Linked DNA regions of Rattus norvegicus: region 2 is linked to region 1. Evidence: chromatin contacts called from public Hi-C data. All regions are on one chromosome and are shown on one strand. The core of a region is the stretch at or near the end of the contact, and the rest is flanking DNA. Distances in the headings are between cores, read along the strand shown. Region 1 holds the start of Man2a1 (mannosidase, alpha, class 2A, member 1). Region 2 overlaps Man2a1 (mannosidase, alpha, class 2A, member 1).

Evidence for each region. Hi-C and Micro-C count contacts between places; a contact is called where the count stands out from the background.
Region 2: a contact with region 1 is called in a Hi-C map of liver, with 4 times the contacts expected there. The contact joins the enhancer-like site here to the promoter of Man2a1 in region 1. A contact is called at or near these places in 2 of 12 Hi-C or Micro-C datasets (liver and psoas muscle).

Annotation. Positions count from the first base shown.
Region 1 is chr9:111,694,593-111,701,898 of GRCr8, forward strand. It overlaps Man2a1 (mannosidase, alpha, class 2A, member 1), which reads left to right and starts at 4,321. Exons shown (of 22, transcript NM_012979.2): 1 at 4,321-5,439. The coding sequence starts at 5,305.
Region 2 is chr9:111,812,494-111,819,799 of GRCr8, forward strand. It overlaps Man2a1 (mannosidase, alpha, class 2A, member 1), which reads left to right. Exons shown (of 22, transcript NM_012979.2): 15 at 625-747; 16 at 3,140-3,254. Among named protein-coding and RNA genes, the nearest start is that of Man2a1, 120 kb to the left of the region's middle. Within about 2 kb of position 4,573, at least 4 of the 93 cell types and tissues checked have an H3K27ac peak or open chromatin away from gene starts, as enhancers often do. A contact at or near this core is called in liver, where this site is marked.

The sequences.
Region 1 (7,306 bases), core at 3,071-5,570:
AATATAACTGTTGGTTATTTATGTCTTCTATGGAAAAATATTTATTTAGGTCCCTTACCTATTTCCTATGAATTGTATGATTTGCTATATATTACATGCTAGGTGGGTGGCTGCTTTCTATAAAAGTCTACACACACCAAGACTGTCGCAACGAGGTAGGGTACCACAAAGAACCTAAATTTATTTTTGCAGAGTCCCAAGGCCAGTGGTCCAAAACCAAAGTGTCAGCAGAGCTGGCATGACTCTCATTGCTTCAAGCCATACCATCAGATGGCCATGGTGTGCATCATGTATGTTACAGTATGTTCCTCTGTTATAAGAACATCAATCACATTAGACTAGGGCTCTAACTTTATGGCTTCCTTTGAAATTTGTTAATGTACAGACCCTACACCAAATAAACAACTTCTCCTCCTCCTGCAAAGTGATGTGCCATTTTGTTTGTGTATTGTGGCTACGGAGCAAGGTCTCTCCCGACAGGGCAACCGAATGATTCCAGGGCTGTGGGCTGACTTGGGTCTGAAGGCTGACAGAAAGTTTATGTCTCTCTACTGTGGCAACTAAAGTCAGAGCTTAGCTAACTGATCTAGAGCTCTACCTGTTGAAAATAAGTGATATCCCATTTAGGTTGCCTAAATATGACTTTCTGAGGACATCTCTGTGGGCCCCGGCAGTTTGCTCCTCTAAAGGCAAATGAGTTTACTCTATTACTTAAGCACTGCTTGGCCTCTGTTATTCAGGACTCCTGTCATCTGCATGTAAACCAGGCAGGCCAACTGAACCACTGCCTATGTCCATGCCTGGCCCCTGGGAGAATCCACAGAGTTCCCCCCCCCCCAAATCTTCAATAACGGTGTATCTTCTGTGTCACCACCTGGAGCACAGCTGGGGCACAGGCTTGCAAGCTGCATGTTATAAATCCAGTACAATATTTGTTTGCCCTTAAACAACTGGATTTCCTTTTCCACTCCATGCCTTGAAGCTCTGGTGTCTCAATCTCATACGCTATCCACCAGTCACCTCGGGCTATGTGAGCTGAATGCTTAAGAGCAGAAATACATTTAGACATAGATTGGTTCCTAGTTTTTGCATATTGGTACATCTGGTTGCAGGTATATCAGTGCATCATATGCATGTATTGCCCAAGGAGGCCAGAAGCAGGCATCAGGTCCCCTGGAGCTGGAGTCAGGGTTCCAAGTTGTTCTATTGGCACTGGGAACACAACCTGAGTCCTTTGCAGGAGCAACAAGTGCTGCTAACCACTGAGCCATCCTTCCATCGGAGCAATACATTTTTGATACATTGTGTTACATTCTTTCATGACCCTATATCTTTAAAGAACGTTTCTATACATTGTTCCCAGATTTTTCCAACATATATTAGACCCAATTGTAGCTATTTTGGTGTGTGAATTATTGCTCCATTCTATTCCACAAGAACACAGTACATTGTGGTCATATTCTCAGGTAGTTGGTTGTGGTGGTTTTTGGGAAAGAAGCAAATTCCATGTCAAGAGATTTGCCCAGATAAGGACAATAACTTCTTGTAGGATGATGTCATTATGCAGGTAAAGGCAGGTACTAGATAGAACGAAGCCTGTCATTGGGCGAGAAGGAAGGATGGGTGGGAGAAAAGTTTTAGAGAGCAGAAGGAGACTGGAGCGAGGGGAGAGAAGCAGCGGAGAGAACATGGAGGCGGATGTTAAGATTCCTCTCTGCACATTTACAGGTTGTTATGAATATTCTTAAGGGATGGATGTGTACAGGGCTTTGTGTGTCTAGGTGGGCAACTATATCTTATCAATTGGATCAGAGGTTATTGTGCTGTGTGTTCTTTCATGTGGTGATTTAATTGAACTCAAGAGAGTGTGTGGTGACTGGAGACATGTGTATTTCTGGCATGGTGGCAGCCTGTCTTGGGAACTAGATGGGTAGAGAGATTGTTGCCAGGCTCAGAGAGAAGCCATCGGCAGTGAGATATGGGATGGAGCAAAGCTGGTGAGAGGCTTTGCTAACTGAGATGAAGCTATCTACCAGATATCTTGGGGCACTACGGTGCTGGATTTAGTGCAGGGGAAAAGACAGCATTTTTTTTTTTTAAATTTTACAGCAACAACTTCTAGTGGATTTTCTTGAACAGATGAGTATTTTAGGAAAAAATATGCATACAACTCCCAAACCTGAAAGATGGCAAGTTTAAAATTTCTTTTCAGTGTATAGATGTTTTACCTCCATGTATGTCTGGGCACAACATGCGTGGCTAGTGTCCAAAGAAACCAGAAGGTACCAGATTCTTATGGAACCGAGGAATGGTTTACTGAACTGCTATGGGCGTACAGAACCCAGGTCCTTTATTTAGATTAGCGGTTCTCAACTTTCCTAAACTTCCACCCTTTAATACAGTTCCTCATGTTGTGGTGACCCCTAGTCATATTTTTTTTTGCTGCTACTCCATAACTATAATTTTACTGCTGTTATGAATCATAATGTAAAATATCTGTGTTTCCTGAGAGTCTTAGATGACTCCTGTGAAAGAGTTCGTCAGCCTCTGAAGGCATCGAGACTCACAGGTCAAGAACCACTGCTCTAGACAAATAGCCAGTGTTCTTAACCACTAAGCCATCTCTCCAGTCCAAAATGACAAGGTTATCAAGCAAAGGAAACCCAGCCTGCTTAGCCACAGAATGACAACTTGCTTCTCCTGGTGAGCACTGTACAGGTGTGTGCTGGGGATGTTAGTCCCAGCTTTAGCTAAAGCAGTCCAAATTTTGGAGTTTTTATCATTAACAAATTAATCCATCAACTTTTAGGAGGAAAGGACAAAAACCTTGCCATGTCTGAGAATTCAATAGTAACAAGTCAGTAACTCCAAAACCAAAATAATAACATCCTATCTTCAGTTACATAATTAATTCTCCTTGGTACAGGAGGAGTCTCTTTGATCCTCATACCTTAGGAGGGAAGATGGACCAGGCCTTGCCACCTTGTTTTTTTTTTTTTTGGAGTATTCAAAAACACTCCAATGCCTACCACCCCAGTTGTTACAGTCACTTTGGAAGCTGGCACCTAGTTCCCATGGACTTGTTCCATTGGCATGGCATCAGAAGCAACCACAGGTGATTGTTAATTAACTGTGATGCTTTTCATGACCCAAATTACCATTCTCTTTCCCTTTGGCAAGGAGCTCTAGGCGAAAGTCAACCAATCTGACCTTTAAATCCGTCTCTGTGGGTCTATCTCTTGGGGCTACTCCATGGAGGGCTTAATAAAACTAAATCTTATCTTTAATAGGGAGTTAAATAACTAAGGATTCGCTAGTGTGAAGAAAGCCAGAGAGAATATAGACAGCAACTGTGGAGAGCAAGCCTTATAATTACTTCTTGAAGTGATAAAGGACCCCCAAAAGATGGGCTTCCCATCCAGTCAAGGGCTAACATAGAGATTTTTATGGAGACTACATTGTGGTTATTTGAAGAGCAGAGATGTCACCGTGATGCTGCCCCGAACTTGCTATACACTGCTAATAGGGTGCCAGGAAAGTGTCCATGCCCAACACCATGACAGAACTGTTGGCCACCAAGGAGCTCAGGACTTGAAAAAGTCAGGTATGCTAAGAGAAATTGCTTATCAGATGTACTAGAACCAGGAAGCAAGTTCCTTTATTTCCTGTAACGTCTCTTCAGCACCCTCTACTGACACAGTGTCCCAGAAGGGCGAAGAGAAACCTCCTTAAAAGGCCCAGCTTCATTTTCACAGTGCAGTGGAAAAAGGGTGATTTTGGAGCTGAGAGACCATAATTCAATAGTGGACTGAAGCATTTCTCAGATCCCCCTCTTCGAGGTTTTTGTCGCCAGATGTCTACATCTGCCTACAAGAGGCTTTGTCGGCCTCCCTTTCTCCCAGATTTCACCAGGATGTCGTACAAAGCAAGAGCAAGAAAAGATGAGTCCAAAAATGCTCCTCAGATTTCTCATCTACCTTTCCTTACAAGCCCTTCACGGACCCTTCCAAGTCACGCTGATCTGGGCGTTCCAGGATAGAAGACGCGACCAGAGGATGGAATCTGGGGAATGAACCACAGCCGCTATGGAACGCAGGCTGCTGGAGCCCTGGAGGCACCTCTCTGCTGGCCTCAATTCCTGCAAAGCCGCCTCCCTTGTCACTGAAGCCTCTTGAGGTCTTCCTACTGTCAGGGCCCAGTGAGGCAGGCGCTGGGCGGGCCTGGCGGGCGGCGCGCTGTGATTGGGCGCCAGGGGGCCCGCCCCCTCATCCCGGCGCGTCGGGAGGGGGCGGGGCCAGCCGGCTGCCCAGCTCCAGGGCTGCGGGCGCCTATTGACCCATCGGCCGCCGCGCCGCCGCCGCCGTCTCCTCCGGCTCGTGGCGGGCGGTACTGGAGCGCCGAGTAGCGCTGGGGAACCGGCTCTTCCTCTCGCGGCTGCCGCCGCCATCTCCGCGTTCTCGGGGCGGGAAGGAGGGGGTGCTCCACGGCTGCAGCTGGAGCGGGCTCCTCTCGGGAGACGGTCCTCTCCTCCTCGCTCTGCTCGCCTCCTCCCGGCGCCGCCCGCCCCCTGCGCCCTCCGCGTGCAGCCCGGGCCCGCGAGGGGGAAGGTAGGGGCGGCGGGGGCCGGGAGAGGCCGGGGATCGGACGCACGCCCTGAGGAAAGTCTCGGATCTCAGCGCCCCAGCGCGCAGGGTGCACCCTAGCCGGCCCCCGCAGTAGCCTCGGCAGGAAGGGGCTCCGGCGGGGACGCGGGGGCGGCGTTACGGGGGTGGGCCTGGGTGTCCCAGCGCTAAGTTGTGGGGCACGGCGCCTCCAGGTCCAGTTCCTTCTGCGCGCTCCTCGCTCCCAGCGCCGCACGCTCGGCCCCGGAGCCGCGGAACCCGCGCGTTCTCTGGGCGCGGAGGACACGCCTGCCCTTGTCGAGAAAACTTTTCCTGCCGACTCAGTCGTGGCGGCTGTGGCAGGAAGTCGGGCAGAGACCTCTCCTCTGACTGCTCCGCCCGCCCTACGGGGTGTCGCTACCCTGCAGGAGAGCAAGTTTGTGGGGACCCTTGCCTTGCTCCCCAGGAGTCCGCCTTGCAGGGACGGCCAGCTCCGGGGAGGGCAGCGGGCCAGGGCGTAGGCCGAGGGCGCGTGGTGGCTCCGGAGACGAGGTGCGGAGCGCAGCCCGGACCCGCGCCGTAGCGCGCGAAGGGTGTGCAGCCCGGAGCAGGGAGCCCTCGGCGGTCGCCGGCTGGAGTCCTCAGTCTTCCTCCTCCTCCTCCGGGTGAGGACCGCGTCCTGGGCCCGAGTCCATCGAGGAAAATGAAGTTAAGCCGCCAGTTCACCGTGTTCGGCAGCGCGATCTTCTGCGTCGTAATCTTCTCACTCTACCTGATGCTGGACAGGGGTCACTTGGACTACCCTCGGGGCCCGCGCCAGGAGGGCTCCTTCCCGCAGGTAAGCACCTGGTGGCGGGCGCAGCCTGGATGACCAGCCCGGGGGCTCGCACTTCTTCCCGCCGACGCTCAGCGCCGGGGCAGGGTGAGGCCGCACCGACGACCGGTAGAGCTTCATCCGGCCGAGGCTCTGGCGCGCTCGGACCGCTGAGTTCGCAAAGTCCTGGGCGTCGTGCGGTGGCAGCCTCGGCGCTGGGCAGAAGTGGCCATGTTCCCACATTCGCACCCGGGCCTGTGGAAGTGGCCTCGGCCACCTGCTGGTGGGGAACCCGCGCGAGTGCCGCCCATAAGCTAGCTCAGGGTTAAGCTGCCAGAGGCTGCCCAGATCCCTGAGCGCACGGAGTCTCGGGAAATTGATTAAATACAGCCCACCTAGGCAGATTTCTGTTTCTGACCCCTTCCCCTTTCACTGTGTCTTAAGAGATAAAAAGTTTATTTCCTGTCGCAGCCCTTTGAGATATGGATAGTAGGGTTGATTTTAGTGTCGTCATCCTTCAGCTGTTACCTCGGGTTGGTTTGGAGCAGAATGGGGAAGTGCCTGTTATACTCCTACTGGAAGCTGTGCGGCGCTCAGTTCTCTGCGGGGTGGTCAAACTGGCAAAGGAGTTGAACAAACCCATCCGAAGCCTTTCAGGAAAACTTACTAAAAAACAAAGAAATGGGTGCACTCGGTTCTGTATGGAAGGTGGCCACATAGCAGTTGCAGGCGGCTTTTACAGCTCTTTGCTGTTGACAAACATACATTTTAGTGGAAGCAGACGGATGGAGAAATCCGAAGAATCCAAGTGTTGACAAGTTAACAACTAGTTGACCAGAGAAATCTACAACCTACCTGAATAAGGCTGATGTTTGTCTTTTTTTTAAAAACAAACAAACAACCCCAAATATGACAGTTTAATGACTGGAAATAATCCTTGCCAGTTCTTTTGATATGCTAGGGTCAGTGGCTTGGTGGGAATTTAAAATGAAACCACAAGCTTTACTTGAAGTATTATGAAACGAGGACTTAGGGATTCTGTCATCACTACATAGCCCTAGAAGTATTTTTTAGAAGCGTGGATTTAAAATCTGGCTGCAGACAGATGTTTCCTAATGTTTACAGCTTCTGCTTCCCCTATAGAGTACGAGAGAGAAAATATATGAGTGCTCTCGGCTGCCTTTAAATTTGGAACTTGCAGCTCGAACCAGCCTTGTTGCTGAGGCTGGAGTAAACAGGTTGACAACAGGTAAATCCTGGTAGCCAGGGCCCAGGAGGTCTGAGCTTTGTCCCCTGTGCTCTCTGATTTTGGAGTTAAACGTACTGTCCTCCTCCCAACCCCATTTTCAGAGTTTTCTCCTTTGCAGGAAATATAAAAATGGATCTCCTCTTGCCCAGTGATGTCTTAATAATGTCCTCTGACTTAGGCTGGGTGATCACTTGAACACAATTTATGCAAACATCTGCATGGGGTTCTCTGGCAACCTTGACATTTCTCTCTGTTTCTAAAGCAGCAAGTGACTCATTCTGTTACTGAGAAATCTCAGGCAGTTGGTTCTCCTATTTTCGAACGAACTCCCCAGCTCACTAAGAAGTTGAAGGTCTGCCTGGAGTGTGGAGTTTGGCAAAGAGCAGTGGTGGTGGGCTTCAGAAGTGCCTGCAGCAGTGTGTTTACTCAGAGAGAGAGAGAGAGGGTTTGGGAGTGGCATCTTCTGTTTTCTCTCTAGACTTCATTGTGGAGAGAAGGTTTAGCCTAGGTGGGCCATTGGATCTCCCAATAGATAAACCCCAGAAGCCCTCTCAGTAAGTCTCATGTGTTTGACGTTAGCTTCACCTCATGAACTTCTCTCTCCAGCTACCATTCAGTTGGTGCGGAACTGAGGCACAGAGA
Region 2 (7,306 bases), core at 3,323-5,822, 120 kb after region 1:
GCAGTGTTTTGTTCTGACTTTAAGGCTTTAAAATCTGAGGCCGACTATGAAATTTTGATCCTAACCAAATATTTGTCACGTGAGGAGCTTACTTAAGAGTTTTTGGTCTCACTCTGCTCCCTCTTTTTTTTTTTCTGAGACAAGATGAGACTATGTAGCCCAGGCTTGCCTTGAACTCATTAGTAAGCCCAGGCTACCCTTAAACTTAGACAGTCCTTCTGCTGTAGCCTTTCAAGCTACATGAGCATTTAAACATTTTTATGTGAATGCATGTTTTCTTTTCATGCATGTATACACCTGGATACCTGGCGTCTGAGACGGTTCAAAAGGCATCTGATTCCCGAGAACTGGGGTTGTCAGCGGTAGTGAGCTGCCAAGTGGGCACTGGAAGCAAACCCAGGCCCTCTGCAAGAGCAGCAACTGGGCTTAACACCTGCGCCATCGCTCTAGCCCTCCTTGAACACTTTTAGCCTATCTTGGGAGATTTTATTGTCGTTGTTCTTTTTTGAGCCTATCCACAGTCCCATTTGTTTTGTCTTAACTGCCTCTCCGTATCTTGGCTTTCTTCATGAGGTGGCATTTTGGTAATAAGTCTCTTTGTTTATCTTGTTTTGTAATCCTCAGAAAGTGAGAAGGAAAGAAGACAATAAACAGCAGGAACTGAAGGTGCAGTTCCTGTGGTACGGAACCACCAACAAAAGGGACAAGAGCGGTGCCTACCTCTTCCTGCCTGATGGGCAGGGCCAGGTGAGTATTGCGCATGCCCACTGGAACTGTGGCAGAGACAGGTTCTGTGCACATCGGTGCTGCGCATGCCCACTGGAACCGCGGCTGAGACAGGTGCTGGCGACAGAGATGAGAATGTCTCCCTAGTTTATCCTTGGACACGGATCAGCTCCAGGCTGTGGAATTGTATTTATTAAAGGTTGGCAGTTCACACTGGAAAGTTAGATGTGTCAGAGCTGGAATTCACTTAGGAACACACAAAGCATGTGTGTTCTCCACGGAGAAAGCTAATCTTGTAGACTTGGCTCCCGGGGAAGTGATTTGAGGAACCGCCTACCTGTGTAGCGCTGTGCAGACACAAAGTGCTCAGCCCTGTGGGGGAGACTGCTCACTGGAGCACCTCTCTTGAGTCCTTAGGGATTTGATAAACAGTTTTTCCTACTCTAGACTGTAAAACCAATGCCTGTAGTCTGGCGAATTTTGAAAATGTAGCGGATGTGAAGAAACAATTAAATTGATGGTAGTGTGCAGCCAGCCCCATGAGCATCAGTGCGCACATACGGACTCGATTTTCTCTTCTTTGAGCGTCTCCACATTTGAGCATCCCCCATTTTGAGTTTTTGTCTTACTACCTTTACATATTTTGGTTTTCATTTTTAACTCAATCTGATGGCACGTGCTTTGGAGGTATAGTTTTGTGTTTCAGAGTCTCCTTAAGCCCCCACTTGTCCCACTTCCTCACTGGAGTGACTTGGGATCGGCTTTCTTTGCAGTTCTCTTCACGCAGTCCTGAGTATTTCTGGGGAAGCCGAGCAGAGGCTTTTTTTTGGGGGGGGTCGTGTATAAAGCCAGACTCTAAGGATTTTCTGTCTACCGATTCTCTTGCCTCTGGACGGCCTGGAGAAAAGTTCATTTCCACCGGCCCGTGTCTCAGAGCTCTGGCCCAAACTCAGAGAATTAGCCCTGTAAAGCAGTCTTATAACACGCCCCCCCCCCAAAAAAATCCTGTTTCCCCGACCTCAGGATACATTAATCTCCTTGATGCTTTGTTGCTTAGTGACTAACCTTTCTTCTGAGCAAGTTATTTTTCTTCTGAAGTTTACCGAAGCCACACACTAAAATGATTGAATTTTTAGGGATGATATAGGCCGCCCTGAGGAGGTTTGATTGTTTATGTTCATGTCAGTGAGAAATTGCAGGGGAATAGGCGGGGAAGCTTACTCCTAAGCTATTTGGATGTCTCACTTAATAGTTTCTTAAATTATATAATTATTGGCTCAGAGTCTTTGTTTTAAGAAATTTCTTTCTCTCTCCTTCCTTCCTTCCTTCCTTCCTTCCTTCCTTCCTCCCTTTCTTTTTTTAAATTAAGAATTGGTTTCATTATGTTGCCCAGGCTGACTTCCAACTCTTGATCTACCTGCCTCAGCCTCCAACCATAAATATGGGATATTATGTCTGGAAAAATAGTAATTAAATTAAATATCTGTAATCCAAATGAAAATAATAAGGAGATATTATAAAGGACAAAGTAAAAGTATTGCAACATCAGGGAAGGAGATAGCTGATTACGTCAGAAGAGAGTAGGTACCCAGAAACCTCCTTCCTGCCTCCCTCCCCTCTACCCACCTTCTAGATGCATGGTAGCTTTGCAAAAGGGCTTTGTAAATGGTACATATTTTATTAGCTTTAGTACGTTTTTCTATGGGTGAGGAGAACCACACGGTTCTGAGAGTCTCTTACTGCTCAAGAGTCCTGCATTGAAAGCAGTGCTTCACGCTCCGTTGAGCGGAAATAAGCAATGCTTACTTAGATGCTTTGAGTTTAGTCTGACATCACATAAAGTGTGGGCTTTATTCCCTAATTTTCTGGATGCTAAATAATGAAATCTAAACCAATGATTTCCAAGTTCTTAAGTTTGCTCTCTGTTCAGCCACCTCTTCCTGCCAAAGGGCAGAGTGGTTCTAAGTTCAGTAAGCCTCACTGCGTAAACTGTACGTGAGTCTCGAATCCAATCTGCTCAGCCCCGACATGTACCCACCCATCTTGGCAACAGGAGGACCGGGTCACAGGTGCTGGCTTGGGAGATATCACAACTAAGAATGATCTCATTTCCAATAAATAACTACACGGGTAGTAGAAGAGTATAGGTTATAATGTTTGTAAATGAGGAGAACGTTTGTAGATTATCTAAGGCCAATCAAATTGTAAGCGTTTGCAAATAAAGGCTTTATGTAAGAATAACATCTTACCATATGTCTATTGTTTATATCCTGTGTATTCTGATAAATTATAAGTTTCCATGTCCAGTTATGAGTTTTGAGCTGTACGAATGTGTCATTTCACACAATATTCCTAAACTCAGGAAAGTTTAGAAACCAAAGTGTTTTTGCTAAAAATGTCCTTTCCTCTTCAGCCCTATGTTTCCCTGAGAACACCCTTTGTCAGAGTGACACGTGGAAGGATCTACTCAGACGTGACCTGCTTCCTTGAACACGTTACTCACAAGGTCCGGCTGTACCACATACAGGGTAAGAAAACGGTGCGGCCGTCAAACACGCACACTTGCGGGTGGAGTCCTACTTTTCTTCTGCCTTTCTTACCGAACTGAGTTGTCTAGAGACAATGGAATCTTTGGAATTGACTCTGTACCCCCGAGCCTGACTTCCGGCATCATCTTTGCCTTCGGATGGTGGGAATGGCGAAGCCTTCTCATCTGCTAGGCTGCCATTCATCCTTCCCCATCTCCTCCTTCCTCATGAGAGCTGACTCAGTCATGAGCTTCCCAGTCAGAAACCTTATGTTGGAGACCTGAAAGCCGTCCGGTATTTAGGTGTGGTTTTACACAGGAGAACATGAGCGTTGTTACTAACCAGACCAGTGACTTACTGGCTTCAACCGTCTTAGAAGAGTCTTCATTGGTTCGTTACTTGCAGTTGTCCTGCTGTTCCTAGGCTGAAGGGAACCGGGAAGGAGAACATTGCACCCCTGCCTCTTCAGATGGGTAGGAACGCCACCAGCTGACCCCGACTGTTGTAAAGCATGGCTTATTTCTAGGTCATGGGGGAAAGGCATCACTCTCACAGACTTTATTAGCTACCCAATGCTCAGTTTCTTGACTTCACAGTCTGAACTTAGTCTTGCATTCATTTAATTATGTCATTTCATATTTTACTAGTTTTGCTTTTTTTCTCGGCTACTAGTCATGCTCAGTTTCTTTTTTCCTCCTCGGAGCTCTTGGGAGCTCTTCCAATCCATCCATGCAAGCCCTCTAGAGTCGGGAAAACTAACACGAGGCAGGACCTTGGTGTCCAACTGTGACTTCTGTGCTACAGAATTACCATTCACCACAGGAAAGCCTGTGACTATAAAATAGCCCTTGTCTGAGTTTCCCAAAACCTTCAGTAGGTCCGGAAGGGTGGGGGATCACATTGGCCATTTTCAATGATTCACTCCCGGAAGCTCTAACGTCACATTTTCAGCCACTTCATATTAATGGGTGAGAAAAAGCACCATGCATGAAAGTACACATGCGACTTTTGTTTTCCTTATAACATAGACACTTGCATACTCGCAACTATAACCCAGGTTACTTGAGAGGCTGAGTCAGGGGGATTGCAACTTTAAACAAAGGCCTACGTAAATTAGTGAGGCCTTGTCTCAAAGCAAGGAAAGCCTAGGGCTGGAGTGAGCAGTGGAATGGTGACCCAGCACGTGTCAGATCCTAGTAGCGCGGATCTTCTCTCCTGCTGCTGGTGGCTGGGACTTTGCCTGCTGTCATAGACCAGCCGCTGACTCGGAACGTAATCCGCTCTGACGTGCCTGCCTCCTTCTGCCAAGGAACTGTGCTGTCACAACTAAGTGGCTGTCATCTTTCCTGCACCTTTGCTCTTTCCTACTCCTGGCAGCAGCCCTGTCCAGACTGACCGGCGTCTTGGCAGCAGGAGCTGGGCCTCTGCGTTCACCTGGCAACTGCCAGCTCCCTGTCAGCGTCCATTTCCATTGCTGGCCTGAGTTCTCCTCTGTTCTCTGCTGGGTTCTGTCCTTTTTAGTTCCTAGTATCTCCTCCTGGACTGTGCTCTCTCTCTCTCTCTCTCTCTCTTTCTTTCTCTCTCTCTCCCCCCTCCTGGATTGTGCCCCACCCCTCTCCTCCTGAATTGTGCTCCCTCTCCTCCTGAATTGTGTGCGTGCGCTCTCTCCCTCCCTCTCTCTCTCTCTCTCTCTCTCTCTCTCTCTCTCTCTCTCTCTCTCTTTCCTCCTGGATTGTGCGCGCGCTCTCTCTCTCTCTCTCTCTCTCTCTCTCTCTCTCTCTCTCTCCTCCTGGACTGTGCTCCCTCTCCTCCTGGACTGTGCTCCCTCTCCTCCAGGACTGTGCTCCCTCTCCTCCTGGACTGTGCTCCCTCTCTTCCTGGACTGTGCTCCCTCTCCTCCTGGACTGTGCTCCCTCTCCTCCTGGACTGTGCTCCCTCTCCTCCTGGACTGTGCTTCCTCTCCTCCTGGACTGTGCTCCCTCTCCTCCTGGACTGTGCTCCCTCTCCTCCTGGACTGTGCTTCCTCTCCTCCTGGACTGTGCTCCCTCTCCTCCTGGACTGTGCTCCCTCTCCTCCTGGACTGTGCTCCCTCTCCTCCTGGACTGTGCTCCCTCTCCTCCTGGACTGTGCTCCCTCTCCTCCTGGACTGTGCTCCCTCTCCTCCTGGACTGTGCTCCCTCTCCTCCTGGACTGTGCTCCCTCTCCTCCTGGATTGTGCTCCTTCTCCTCCTTGTTCCGGTTCAGGTGCCCAGCTTTTGGCAGTGCTGCAGTGGGCAGGTTCCTCTCACTGCCAAACTGAACAGCCTTGCACGTCAGCATCCGCTGGGGTCTGGTTCTTGACCTAGGCTCACCTTTACTCAGCATTCATAATTTATTCACTTAGTTGCTACATAAGTATTTCTAAATCTAGGAGTATAATTTCTTGCCAGTTCTTGAAATCTCTGGAAGTCTGGCCTCTAGGGAATGGAGGTACTCTTAAAATAAACTGGTTTTTTGAATAGGGCACAAACAATATTGACATAGGTTTTTGTTTTTGCTTTTGTTTTAATGCAAACTCAGTGTTGCCTCTGGATTTCTCCATGGGTAGAATAAACTTGTGATGACACATTTTTGTGCCACTATTAGATTTTTGTTGCTCAAAAGCAGGAGGGTTTGGAAATGTGTTCAGAAGGACAGGTGAGGTAAATGTGAAGTTAGCTGAGAGCGCTTTTCTGAGTGAGCTTCGTTTTAACCCTGAAGTCAGCAAACAGAGACGTGAAGTGACAGATAAACCTTGCTTCATCTTGCCCTGAGCATTTGTGGGGTTTTGTTTTGCTGTTTTGTTTGCTTGCTCTCTTTTTATTCTACAATGGAAGTGGTTGGGTGGGAGATGAGACACCTGAATCGTCTAAAAGGCTTTTTCCTAAACCATATCACCTCCCACATCTGAGGTTGACCTCCTCTCAGTGAGTTTGCCTCTCAGAAGCGATTAGCCACACGCAGGAGACACTGAGCCTTTCTTTTCCCCTTGGTCTCTGTGACCCACTCCTGTCTGAGTTGCTGTTCCATTGTCTTCAAGGACTCTTCATGTAGGTTTTGGTTCACTGAGGTTTTCATGAAGTCACTTAAAGCTTGAAGTAGGAATGTGCAGTCTTCAAGTGGATGATATTTGGGGTTTAAAATATGATGAAGTTTCTAGGTGTTTAAAAAACACCCAGGAATCCTTGAATATGCTACAGTGTGGCTTCCTGAGTTAACAGGTATTTAGATGACTAAATGCTCAGTCAACAGGTCAGTTTCTTATGTAGGAAGAGAACTACAGGCAGTGTGTCTGTTTCTATGGACTGAGTCTTAGCTAATATTTTAAAGTACCAAGAGACACCTCAGGTTTAACCTCCCGAGCTGTTTCTGTATCAAGGCTAATTCCCTGCCCTCTCCAACGTGCCCAGCGTACTGGACAAGTATTAACGAATGAAGCCTGTTTGTTATTAGCACCAAGATTCTTTTCAATTTAAATTTTTATCAATGTTTTCTTTTTTAATATTTACTTTAAGTTTTGTGAACACACACGTACACATGGGTGGTGGTGTTTGCAGGGTCCAGAAGAGGGCGATGGATCCCTGGACCTCAGTGTTACAGGCTGAGACCAGTGCTTGGGTCCTTGCAAGAGCAGTGTATTCTCTTAGCCACTGAGCAGGGTCTCTAGCCCCTTTATTAAGATTTTTAAGTTAGCATACAATGTAATGGTTTTCCTTACAGCATTTCGAACAAGTACCAAATTAATGAGATGGGAAGTAATGGGGTTACTAATACTGTTTTCTCATGTGCACGCCATTGTATCGGGTTGATATCTGTTAGTTTTACAACATATTTTATTATCGTTTAGCAACACTGACTAATAGAAAGTTCATCTTACAAATTGTCTCTTAACTGATAGTCTGGGTTCAGTATTCAGTTTAATGAACTAGTCTTTCCCAACTATGCAGAGCTGACCAGAGAACCTCTCAGTCCCCCGTGTGGGTCCCACCGGCTTTTTCCATAACGTAACTTCTGTCGAGAGCATAAATCAGACA